Regions from separate parts of the Mus musculus genome. Here regions 1, 2 and 4 are each linked to region 3. The links are chromatin contacts, called in public ChIA-PET and Hi-C maps. All regions are on one chromosome and are shown on one strand. The core of a region is the stretch at or near the end of the contact, and the rest is flanking DNA. Distances in the headings are between cores, read along the strand shown.

Region 1 (3,023 bases), core at 247-2,746, 190 kb after region 3:
AGTACTTGTAATGCCTTAAACAATTATTTAAGCTCAACATTAATGCAAAGTTACCTAGGATGAACAAAATAGCTGAATTTTAAATAAGGACTGGATCACTGGGTTTACCGTTCCACAGAGCCTGAGGCAAAAGGAAAAAAATTAGTAAAAGGGCATTCAGGTTGGTGGCCACAGAAGAGTCTAAGAAGTTACACTGTTTCCTAAATTATAGTCTACTACAAATGACAATGGTGAGAATGGTGAGGATGATGGTGAGGATGGTGATGATGATGGTGGTGGTGGTGGTGGTGGTCTTCTGGAAGAAATTATAATAGTTGTTGCTTGTCTCTTTTATAAACTCACACACTGGGCAGAATATTGCAGAAGCACATTATCTACCTATTGACAGTTGACTATATATATATATATAAATCTTGACCTATAACACTTACTTTCCTAGCCATGCCTGTGAGGATTGACTCAATTAATGTTTGAGAGGGAGGACCCAGCTCATTGTGGGCAGTATCTTTCTTGGGCAAGTATAAGAAAGCTAGTGAGCAAGCCAAAGAGTGAGCCTGTAAGCAACATTGTTTCATGGCTCCTGCCTACAGGTTCCTGCTCTGACTTCCCTCAGAGATGGACTATCACCTACAATTATAAGGCAAATTAGCCTTGTTCTTTTGAAGTTGCTTTGGGTAGAATAGTTTGACACTGCAGTAGAATGTAGTAGCTAGCCAGGGGGTGGTGGGACTATGGGAACAGTTAAAGAAGGTGGTGAAAAACGGAGCCACAAGTTCCCTGGATATTTGATACTATACGACTCAGGTGAGTCTATCAGTATAACTGGAACTACTTTTCTCAACCTTCTCTTCCATTTGTAATTCCAGCTTTGGCCTCAAGAGACGCTTTATATAGTGCTAGAAAGACGGAAGTAAGGAGTGGTGGGCACTGGCAGGTCATCCACACTGTCATTGATCTGCTGGGACCAACCTTCAAATCATAGCTCCTTCAGATCCCAGAATTTCTCTCTACCAGCTTCCAGGGGGCCTTAGACCAGTGCAAAGTAACTCCAACGCCTAGATCTCTGCCACACCTTGAAGGTCACCACAGCACCAAGCTTGGACAAACTTCAGATCGTCCAGCTTTGTTTACATCTACTTTTGCTTCCTGAAAGCTGGTCTGTGAACCTGTAGCTATCTGAAACTGGAACTCCAGGGTGGAAACGTCAGCTTCCTGTTCTCAGAACAGTGAGCGGGATCTTCTCAATACGTCATCTCCCGGAGACTGTTTCTTCTCTGGATTCCAACAGAATGATTTGAAAGCTTTTACATAACGAAGTCTGCAGTTTTTAATGTGTAAATTTTTTACCACCTTTCTTTAGAATGTTTCATTTATAAAGGAAGAAGTACATCTAAGAGAAAAGACCTTTTAAACAGTCACAGCGATGGGAGGGAAGCAGGTGCCAATTTACTCTTCATCTGTAGATGCAGTTCTTAGGTAATGACATAATATATATGGTGTTTGCTTGACTTTTCTTCTATGAGTCATGCAGACAAAAATACTTGCAGAAGACCTTGGCCAATGCCTCACAGTGAGCCTTGCCAAAAAGCATAGAAAATGTAATAGGCTTTTTCTTCCAAGTCAGGACTGTGTATTAATGCAAACAGGATTCCCTAAGGAACCCAGTGTCACCCTAAGTTCTCCACCTTTAATGTGAAATGGAAGAGAGCTACATTAAATTCTGGTTTATACCTAATTTTTTCCAGGAAGTACCTATTTTCCTTCACTCTGCCTAGATCTTTGGGATTGTGGCTTGCCCTGGCTTCTTCCTGTTTTACGTTCATTATTCCTCCTGCTAGCTGTGAAGTGCGTATTATGCTCTTCTTCCTGAAGAACATGACACAAAGAAACTCATTTTCTGCCTGCTCGGGCCACTGTGATCCTTAGCCAAGGACGATGGAACCTGGCAACTATGGACGGGACTCCCTGAAAATGTTACGCAAAGGATATTTTTTTCTCTCTTGGGTGGCTTATGTTCTGTATTTTATCACAGCAACAAGTTATAGATCTTATAACTAATATGAAGGTATAACATGCTGGTTAACATGTTTGGTATTCATCAATTTAATTTACAATTCCATCCTCCTACCTTGGAATTTCTCTGTGCCAAATTGGAGACATCTAGTTATTTTCAATTCTTTAATAATTTTGGTCAAAGGTACTCGCCGACTTTCTTGAGTACAGTCCTGGGTTTTTATTGCAGATTAGTAGAGCAGCAACCTGCAGACTTGGCGTGTTTGTTGTCTATTGCTGTAATAACCACCATGACCAAAAGTAACTTGGGGAAGAAAGGGCTTATTTCATCTTACAGCTTGTAGTTCATCATTTGGGGAAGTGAGAACAGGAACTCAATATAGGAATCTAGAGGCAGAAACTAAAGCAGAGGCCATGGAGGACCACTGCTTAGTAGCTTGCTCTCACATGGTTTGCTCTTCCTGAACTCTTTTATTGTTATTATTATTATTATTATTATTAATTTACATTCCAGTCAAGGTCCCCTTCCCAGTGTCCCCTCCCACAGTTCTTCTTCCCATCCCTCCCCCTTGCCTCTGAGAGGGTGCTCCACCCCCACCATACCTCCCCCTTCCCTGGAGGCCTCAAGTCTCTGGAGGATTAAGCTCATCTCCCACTGAGGCCAAAAACATATACTGGAAAAAAGAAAGCATCTTCAATAAATGGTGCTGCTCTAACTGGTGGTCGGTATGTAAAAGAATGAAAATAGACCCATATTTAACACCTTGCACAAAGCTCAAGTCTGAGTAGATCACGGACCTCCACATAAAACCAGATACACTGAATCTAACAGAAGAGAAAGTGGAAAAGAGCTTCAAACTCACTGGAACAGAGGGAAATTTCCTGAACAGATCACCAATGGCTCAGACTCTAAGATCAATAATTGATAAATGAGACCTCATGAAACTGAAAAGCTTGTGTAAGGCAAAAGATACCATCAATAGGGCAAATTGGCAGCCTACACATTGGGA
Region 2 (2,872 bases), core at 80-2,579, 170 kb after region 3:
CGTTGTAGAACATGAACTATTCCATCCTTTATCACTATCAATTCCCAGTGAGAACTAACTCCTTTGATGGTACTAAATAAATAATAAGAATAAAGTTATAACATTCAATATCTGATTCAGCACTAGCTTAATGAGTTTTAAGGTAATGTTAAGTGCTTTGAAATCTTCAGAGAGTAGAAAAACCAATACACTCTACCACCCACTTTAAGAATAATATTATTCTATTAGATATTAATATTATAATTGTAATTTTCATTTCAATATTTGCACTTTAATTCTCTTGCTTTTCTTACCTGTATTTGATGAGTGATTGAGGATTTCAGGAAATACAAAAATAAGAATTTTGGAAGGTACAGAACGAATTCTGGCTAGCTGAATTATGCTGAATTATGTTTAATAGTATATGAATAAGGCCTACATTAAGTATGGAAAATAAGCTCACCATCATGTTACTGGGTTTCTTGCTCAATCTCTCTTTTCACAGCCAGTGGATCATGGACCTGCCTGAGCCTCAGCCTTTTTATTTCTCAGAAGAGACCATCTCTAACTGCAGTTTTCCCTGGACAATGAAAGCACAGTAGACTGAACGGAGAAAGATTTGTGCTTAAAGATGTGCAGTAAGGATTTCTTATGCTTCAGTTAGGAGTGTTACCTTAAAAATCCACCTATGAACCCCAGATCTACCATAATGTGCAACTCATACATCTGCAAACCCAAGTTTCCTAGCAAAGAAAACCATCACCTTTAAATACCAGTTAACCTTGGCTAGTGAGACTTAGTCACAGTGCTTGTGAAAGTATTACCTGTTCTGAGTTCACACCTGATGAGAAAAAAAAATGATTATTTTTAAATAAATGACCATAAGAATCTGTAAATTGACTGGGCGGTGGTGGCACATGCCTTTAATCCCAGCACTTGGGAGGCAGAGGCAGGTGGATTTCTGAGTTCAAGGCCAACCTGATCTACAATGTGAGTTCCAGGACAGCCAGGGCTACACAGAGAAACCCTGTCTCGAAAAACCAAAAAAAAAAAAAAAAAAAAAAAAAAAAGAAAGAAAGAAAGAAAACAAAAGAATCTGTAAGTTCTGTAAGTTGTACCTAGGTGGTGTTCTGGCAAGCTAAGCTGTACAGAGAGGCAGCCTTGAGACAGGCTTCAGCGTTGACTTAGTCCAGCAGCCGATCTCCTTCCCACTGTCATTAAGAATGTATTTTTAAAAACTCAAGTTGGAGATTGTATTCAAATTCATTCTGCTGTCTTTCTCGGTGGGTCCTGCTCCCCTGAGATGAAAACGTTGAGGACTATTTCTTGCATACTTTGAAACTACACAAAGCTTAGCCTCCCCTGGGGCAGGAACACACTTCCTCTTTGCTGAGGCTGATATGTAATTTATCATGCTTTCTCTTACCAGCCTGCCAAAAAAGCTTAGACCCAAGGTTGAAACTCCATCCCAGCAGCCATGAGGATAATTACAGTTAGCATATTTTCCTCATTCCTCTTTCTACAGCCTGCTTTTCTATTTTATTAACCTTGTTGCTAAGTCATTTTTTATACCTCATTGCTAATTCTTCTAGAAAGAGGTGAAATACAAAGAAATACAACTGTGAAATGAACAGAGCCTATAAAAAATTACAGCCTCTTTCTGAAGAACAGCATCTTTCACATCGGCACAGGATATTAACATCAGACATGAACTTATTTGGAAGTGAACAGCATGATATCAGCAAAATTTAGACAAGTAGTAATTTGTTTATTAGATGCTTCATCAAGTGTCTCAATGCATTTTGCTCTATTAATCTCTTAGGAAAATTTGAGGCCTCTCTGAACACTTGGCATACTCAATTATATTAAATATTTTGTAAAAATATATGCTAATAATTTTTAGGTGAGCATCCATCTTCCAAGTGGAACTGAAATTATTTGGAAACAGACCCTCTCTATCACTTAGGAGGATGTCTACTGCTACACCAAACCAAAAATGTATGGAGGCTCAACACAAGTAAGGTTGAGTTGTAGTGGCCCTGAGTCTGAAGGAATTGATCCTAGTTAGCAGGCACATCTCCAGGGATGTGTCAGGTACCCAGGCTCTTCCATAGCCTATTTCCCCACCCCAGGTCCTAGAAAAGAAAAGGAACTAAAACACTGGCTTAAAGCCCGTGCTTATCCCATTACTGGGGCCTATGGAGTAGCTTCCTCCAGATGCAAAGCCAGGGCTGGTTGAGAAGGCCAGGAAGTCAGCTGTTGAGGAAGTGGCTCATGACTCGAGGGGCGCTTTCCAGCAATGCCTCCACATAAGTCCTGAAAGACATGCCTTTTCTAGTACCTTGCTTTCCTAGCTACAAACAATTTCATGCCTCCCATCAACTCCAAATTTGTCATATTCTCAAGACAAACACTGAGTGGTCATTTGACAGCTTAAATTGTCCCACGTCAGAGGAGGGTGTTGGTAGTAATTTTAAAAAAAAAAGCAAAACAAACAACAACAACAAAAAAAAAACAAAAGTTAGCAAGGTCACAAACTGACATTCTCCTGTCAGATAATCCAGATATCTCATCTCCAGCCCACTCCCATTTGTTCATAAGTTCATTTGTCCCCAATTGTTCATTTTGCTGCATAGGTTATCAAACACAGTGCAAAGCATGTATCCAAAAACATGTGTATGCCTCCAACGGTCTTTATTCCTAAGGTTTTTTTGACTTATTTTTATGTCTTGTTTTGCTCCTGTGTACATCTGTGTAAACATGTGTGTGCCTGATGCCCATGGAAGCCAGAAGAAGGTGTCTGATACCCTGCGACCAGAGTTACAAACAGTTGTGAGCTGCTACACCAGTATTGGGAACTGAAGCCAGCTTCTCTGGAAAAGCAATCAGTGTG
Region 3 (3,281 bases), core at 726-3,225:
CATCTTCAGTTTAAAATCTCCCTGGCCTTACCAAGGAACCTGAATGATTAACAGGCTTCAAGATCAGGTTCTTACCAGAACTGGAACCACCTAGCAATTAGCTTGGTACCACTGACCAAAACTCAAAACTTTCTGAATTATATCTGTCAATACCTAGTCCCCATTGTTGTTGTTGTTGTTTGAAACCTCTTTCCTAAACAGATTTAGTCTGATACAAATAATATCCCCAAATATTCTACTCTGCTTTACCAAGCCGCGACACTCAGAAGGAATCTTGACCTTGACCTTGACCCATCCTGAGGAGGTCTCCCAGCAAGAGCCTTGTGATGCTGTTAGCGGATGCCTGTGGTTCAGACTTGCAGGCTTTGAGGTGGGGGAGAAGAAAAGAAACCCAGAGGAGGGCAGCAGGACACAGAGAGAGAGAGAGAGAGAGAGAGAGAGAGAGAGAGAGAGAGAGAGACAGAGAGAGAGAGAGACAGAGACAGACAGAGACAGAGAGAGAGAGACAGAGACAGAGACAGAGAGAGAGACAGAGACAGAGAGAGAGACAGAGACAGACACACACACACACACAGAGAGAGAGAGAGAGAGAGACAGCAAGGAAGACAGAACACTCACACAACGGCCCTCTACCTGTACCTCACGATGCCAGCCAGAGGCCCTACATGTGTCCTTGCCAGGAGAAACAACTTGGTATTTTTGGGAAATGCTGATTCTAGGGATTAATTTCTAAATGTTTGGAACAAGATGGGGAGTGCTCTTAAAAAAATACAAGTTGAAATGAAATACAGCTCATTTATTAGCATCTGAAACAAGAATGCATATTGCCCACACACTAAGTACCTTTAAAGTTATGTATCAAATGAACAACAAAAGTCTAATGTATTTTACTTTCTTGACAAAAGCAAGAAAAAACGAGAAATCCCTACTTTCACAATCTGCAAGCGATACCATGTGAGCCGATTACCAAGGCGTTCCAGAGTTTTAAGGGGTACAGGTAGGTACTTAAGCTCTATTAGCTTCCTGATAAATCCATTTCTAACTAGACCTCAGAGAGATGCTGGGATATCGGAAGCATATAAATGCAGCTTGGTAGTTAGCACTGGACACCACCACACAGTTAAAAGTGGCCTGTATATGTATTTTTAAACCTCTTTTTGTCTTGAAGAATGGAAGCTTTCCCTTTTCTTTGTCTAGAAAGGTCTTCAATCAGAGAAATCCTCTTTCCTTCGCCTGTCTCCAGTCAGATCCTAAGGCCAGCCTCACTCATCACTCCCTAATCCTCAGGCAGCACCCTTTCGTGCCTGTACTGGGATCGGTTCTCTTCCTGAGACCCTGCACAGACTTGTTTCCCTGCTTGCAGTTAGAGAAGGGGCCAGAAACTCATGCCCCACGTTTCACTCCCCAACTCTACAAGGCACAGTCAAACCCCTAGGACAAATTGCTGAGTGCTCCAAGTCTCAATTTCCCAGTCGTCCCATGGGTTGGCTCAATGGACATCTTCTCAGCCACACCCTAAAGCCCTAATAGCTGACAGGAGATGAGAGATGAGTGGAGCCATGCTTATGAAAAGCTTGGCACTCTTTAGTGGAGACACACTGTTTAATTACAAGAAAATGTATTCATGGGTCAAAGAGTCCCCCCACCACCCCACCACCCCACCGCACCTCCATTTTTAGTGAAAAATCCTGGAAGTGCTACAAACTGAAGCTTGTGTGTACATTTTGCACCTGTGGCAGGAGAAATGTTTATCTAAAGAGGACACACTGAAGTGTGGTTAGAACAAGAGAAGAAATGAAAAGAAAGGGAGATCGCTATCAGTCTTGCTGACACTTAAAGTGAAAGGGAAACGGAAGGGAGAGGGGGAGGGGAATAGGAGGGGGAGGGGCAGTGTCATGGAGAGAAAACAGGAAACAGGCATCAAGGTTTAAACTTAGACAACAGCATGAGCCACACACCATTATGGCCCAGCCTCATCCTGTCTTTCTGTTATCTAGGCTGAGTATACTCTGCTTCACACAGATGAGAGATCAGAGCTTCCAAGAGTACAGCTTCACTCATGGGCAACACCAGAGCTAGTTTACAGCAGCGATAGGAACACAGCCCCGTTTCTGCGACCCTTGGAGAGGTTCCTCCCACCGTGCGTTTGGAACACTGACTGTGTGTTCCAAACCAGGCTGGTACAAAAGTCTACTCATGACTAAGTTTATCGATTTCAAGTACACAGATTGCTGGTGTTATTGGAATTTTCAAGTGTGAGATCTTCAAGGTCATCTTTAAGAAAAATTATAATTCCTTCTATACTAGTTGGGTTCTTCATAATACACTTTAGTTGTTTATTGACCTGCAGAGCACTGTGGTATGGGTCAGATATCTTTGCCTTCTAGGAGCTTATAGTCTTCCTTGAGGGAGGAGAACTTAAATTATCAAAGCTTGAGAGATAGGCCCAGATGAGGACATGGTGATGGTGATAAGGTGTTCAAGGATTTGCTAAAAGAGGTTGGAAGGGATCACTAGAAGGTTGGGGTGGGTTAGCTCCCACCAGCTCCCACTAGTGAGTTCAGAGAGGAAAATAAACATGTGTGACCAGCATTCAGAGCTCTGTACAGGGCACACCATGGATGGGATTTATGGGCATTGAGACAGTGAGTTCACCCGTCTTGTTGGTGCAGAAAATGGGATACATGGCTAAGAAGAAAAGTCCAGACTGGGGAAGGCAGAATGGAATAGAGACTTTATCCTTGAGCTATAAGAAGTCATTGTGACTTTGTCCAGGGTGCAATCAATGTCAGAATCAATGTAGTATGGTGTTCTATCAAGAGGAAAAGCAGTTTAAAGACCTTCTCAGATTGGCAGTGACCCTAAAGAGGTTAAACATGGCTGTCTAATTCATTGTGTCACCAGTGAGCTTTTATCAGTACAAATGGGGAAAAGTAAGTGGCCTCTGATGCTCCCCAAAGACCAAGTATAAAAGCATCCTCCCGATTAGGAGTCATTGAAAAGTAGGATGACGTCCAGTTCTAGAGACCCATCTTGTCCAACCCCTTCCCCCAGACAAAATGTGTGTCCAAAGGAGAATTATCAGACAGAAATCAAAAACAATGTGTGGAAGATGGAGGGCGGAAGTCAGAATTAGCACTACTCAAAAGCTGGCCCAGCCAACAGCCACCATGCTCCCCCCAACACCATCTGCTGCCTCCTCAGTAGAGCTGAGAGGAAATCCACAGGCACATGTGGCTGCTTGTTCCAGCCTGGTTAACAGTTCACCAGGGACAGCCCAA
Region 4 (3,091 bases), core at 96-2,595, 230 kb after region 3:
TGAAATTGCCCTTCGGTCCCTTCTTAAATTATGCTATTTATGAGACTAAGCGTCCCAAGAGGGGATAGAGATTTCTCCTGTCATTTGGTGACCACACTGAAGGACCTCTACAGTCCCAGTAACACCAGCATAGTCAGTACTTCAGGAAGGAGATGAGGGTCTGCGGTGAGATATTTCGGTGCCGGAGAACAAAGTCCACTATACATTGTAGAATACCAGTCATGTGGCTGACTGCTGTATTGCTAGCTGGGAGAGCAATATCCAAATACAGCATGATGCATCTTCCTATTTCTTAGGATTCTGTTCATGAGACTAATGTAATCATGAGTTTAGCCAGAACTTTTAATAGCTTACTCTATTCAACCTGTTCAATTTCTGCTACAGTGAGAAGGGCATTAGAAAAAAGAGAATCACTGTGTTAAGTGTGGTATGCCTTCCTTGGAAGCTAGCTAACTTTCTGACCTCTGTTTTGGTTTCCATAATCTGAACATAACAACTGATTTTTTTTTTTTTTGCGCTATTTGTAAAGACAGATTAATAAGAGATCTCTCTTTCTCTCTCTCCAACTCAGATGAGCTATTTACCACTTTCTTATTGAAGAAGAAAATACCAGCCTCCCATTGCTGGAGGTTAAATGCAACTTTAAGTCAGGATTAAGCAGGGGCATAGGGCGGTAAAACCAGGGTCTAGTCATTTGCCAAAATTGTCATTCATTAGATTAACTATCTAATGACTAGTCATTAGTCTAGATTCGAGGTCTGAGAAGATAAAACCTGTGTGTTTTTACAGGTGTGGGGTTGCTAAAAAAACAAAACAAAAAACAGCACCTCTCTGGATTCATACAAAGAAGGTCTTCACAAAGAGGTAGTGAGTCCCTACAAAATTGGGTGGCACGACCTATCTGTCATCAGTCTGTACAGCTGTAGACCAAGGATGAAGGGAAGGCCATTTACAGGAGACAAGGAAATTGTGCGATCCGAGGCAGGAGTGCCAGATTCTTAGGACGTTCCCAGGCCTGACTTATCTCCTCGATGCCAGTCCCACCCTGGGAAGCTGGTGGCAAGTGGGGGACCTCGGGTTGTGGCAGAAGGCCGGCTCCCACTGTAGGGAGGCCCCGCGCGCATGCGCATCGGCATGGCCCAGGCAGCTCCATTGGTCTCGGGCGTCCCCTTTTCCCTCTTCACCCCGACCTATCCCCCAAGACACCAGGCTCCCAGAGCGCGGGTCACCCGCGGCTCACCCGCTGGCTCGTCCCAGGCCCGGGCGCGCGCCTGCGCACGGGTCCCCGGGCGCGCGGGGTTACTAGAGGTGGAGCGCCGGGAGGGCGCGCAGCAGGAGGCGGACGCCGTTACGGAGGGAGCGTGGTCACGTGGCCGCTGGTCACCGCCGCCACCTCCCGCCCCATTCTCTTGCTGGTCGGGCCAGGCCCGGCGTGTTCCACGAGAGCCCGGCAGACTGACGGGGAGAGAGAGAGAGAGAGCGAGAGAGCGAGATAAAGAGAGGAGAGAGACAGAGAGACTGACAGAGAGAGAGAGAGAGAGAAAGGAGGGGAGGAGGATTCAGGGAATAGGAGCTGGGGAGCCCTGCTGCGCTACAGGTAAAAAAATAACATAACGATGCTAACGGTGAAAAAGCGCCTCGCCTCCCCCGTCAGCCTCCCCGGGCAGCTGCACAGCCGTCGCTCCCTCCCCGGCCTCCCCTCAGCCTCGCTGGGCCCCGTCCCGCCGCCAGGGAAGGCCCGAGCCGCCGGCCGCGGCTTGCGCGCGGGCTGGGAAGGGAGGCGGGCTGGGGCTCGGTCCGCTGCGGGCCGGCGGGCGAGCGGGCGGAAGGGCGAGCGCGCACACGGGCGAGGCAGCCTCTCTCAGCCCGCTCGTCCCAGTCCCCGTCCCCGTTCGGTCCTCGCTCCCGGACGAGCTCGGGAAGCAGCTACCGGGCATTGCCGAGCTGCTCAGCCAGCTCTACTTCCTCTTTGGCCGGTTCCCTGTTTCTTTCAGCCCTGGGCTGCACGTTTCCTTCCCAGGCCGGAAGTCAGGCGGCTGGAGCCCGGAGCCGAGCAGCCTCGGAGGAGAGAAACCCTCTCCTGCCTTAATTTGCCTTAGTGCTACTTAAGTTAGTCACGCCGGCATCTGTCAGTTCGAGGCCTGGCAGGACCCGAGGAGAACGACTTGGGAGAGTTCCCCCTGCCCCCTCTGTTTTCCTGGAAATGTACTGTTCTTCCAATACATTCTGTGCAGATATGCGACCTAGAGTTTGGTCACTCCTAGTTACTAATAGTTTCAGGACGACTTACTAACCAATTCAGCGCTTGAGAATGGTAACAGCTTTTGAAGGTTACATCTTTTATAACCCTTCAACTTCCACCCCCCCCCCCCCATCACTTTCTGCAGAGTCCCCATTTCTCAATTCTGAACTGGACTGAAACTTTACTATGCAGGTTACATGCTAAACTGCCTGAGGTGGATTGTGCTGAAATGCTAGGGCTTTTGTACGCGTAGTCCATCACAGTGTAGTCCACAAACCACCTCTTATTAGTGTGCTGTGGCACAGGATGCACTATTGGAAAAGAACTCTTGGAATACAGTGGGAAAGAAACTCACTTTTCCGTTATGCGTCTTTGGTTCAGTTCTATTTCCAGGACTTCCTTGGTGTCCGAAATAGAATGGAAAGGGCAGCTGCAGTGGGATAGAGAGCGTTGATCAAACCTGAGTCCCTGGGGGTTGGGTTCTTGTTAAAAATGTGATAGGAATTCAGTGGATGTGGTAACTGATACAACTTGTTATTCTGCATTTCTCACGTGGTGATGGACAAGACCTTGTTCAATACAAAAGGTGTAAATATCTTCTGTGTATAGAAATGAAGTTACGTGTCTGTGAAGGACGGACACACACACACACACACACACACACACACACACCCCTTGGAATGAAGAGGTGGCCTGATAGGAAAGTTCAGTGTCAGGGTGCACTAATAAAGTTTGCTTGGGGGAAGTAGAGTGAACCAACGCTGGATTCCAGGAGAAGGAAAAGAAGTACAAATTGTGTGCTCTGTATGCTGTGTGGTGCCTGCACCACATTTTTGTTTTATTTATTTA

The links. Hi-C and Micro-C count contacts between places; a contact is called where the count stands out from the background. ChIA-PET counts read pairs in DNA pulled down with a chosen protein or histone mark.
Region 1: a contact with region 3 is called in a Hi-C map of the 63-12 cell line, with 2.0 times the contacts expected there. The contact joins two enhancer-like sites. A contact is called at or near these places in 2 of 484 Hi-C or Micro-C datasets (the 63-12 cell line and pre-B cells) and 1 of 115 datasets of contacts at active chromatin or transcription factors (bone marrow-derived macrophages).
Region 2: a Hi-C map of the HPC-7 cell line shows a contact between it and region 3, with 3 times the contacts expected there. The contact joins two enhancer-like sites. A contact is called at or near these places in 1 of 15 datasets of contacts at CTCF or cohesin (pro-B cells), 3 of 484 Hi-C or Micro-C datasets (the HPC-7 cell line, nephron progenitors and pre-B cells) and 2 of 115 datasets of contacts at active chromatin or transcription factors (the HPC-7 cell line and bone marrow-derived macrophages).
Region 4: an RNA polymerase II ChIA-PET map of memory CD8 T cells shows a contact between it and region 3, with 57 read pairs. The contact joins the promoter of Tbc1d5 here to the enhancer-like site in region 3. A contact is called at or near these places in 3 of 39 promoter capture datasets (the HPC-7 cell line, HPC-7-derived erythroid cells and hippocampal neurons), 4 of 484 Hi-C or Micro-C datasets (the HPC-7 cell line, the N1E-115 cell line, Th1 cells and 1 more) and 2 of 115 datasets of contacts at active chromatin or transcription factors (large pre-B cells and memory CD8 T cells).

The regions. Positions count from the first base shown.
Region 1 is chr17:51,219,449-51,222,471 of GRCm38.p6, reverse strand. No RefSeq gene overlaps it. Among named protein-coding and RNA genes, the nearest start is that of Tbc1d5, 42 kb to the right of the region's middle. Within about 2 kb of position 1,496, at least 44 of the 459 cell types and tissues checked have an H3K27ac peak or open chromatin away from gene starts, as enhancers often do. A contact at or near this core is called in the 63-12 cell line, bone marrow-derived macrophages and pre-B cells, where this site is marked.
Region 2 is chr17:51,239,013-51,241,884 of GRCm38.p6, reverse strand. No RefSeq gene overlaps it. Among named protein-coding and RNA genes, the nearest start is that of Tbc1d5, 61 kb to the right of the region's middle. Within about 2 kb of position 1,329, at least 20 of the 459 cell types and tissues checked have an H3K27ac peak or open chromatin away from gene starts, as enhancers often do. A contact at or near this core is called in the HPC-7 cell line, pre-B cells and pro-B cells, where this site is marked.
Region 3 is chr17:51,407,190-51,410,470 of GRCm38.p6, reverse strand. No RefSeq gene overlaps it. Among named protein-coding and RNA genes, the nearest start is that of C330011F03Rik, 39 kb to the left of the region's middle. Within about 2 kb of position 1,975, at least 90 of the 459 cell types and tissues checked have an H3K27ac peak or open chromatin away from gene starts, as enhancers often do. A contact at or near this core is called in the 63-12 cell line, the HPC-7 cell line, the N1E-115 cell line and 5 more, where this site is marked.
Region 4 is chr17:51,177,606-51,180,696 of GRCm38.p6, reverse strand. It overlaps Tbc1d5 (TBC1 domain family, member 5), which reads left to right and starts at 1,345. Exons shown (of 22, transcript NM_028162.4): 1 at 1,345-1,597.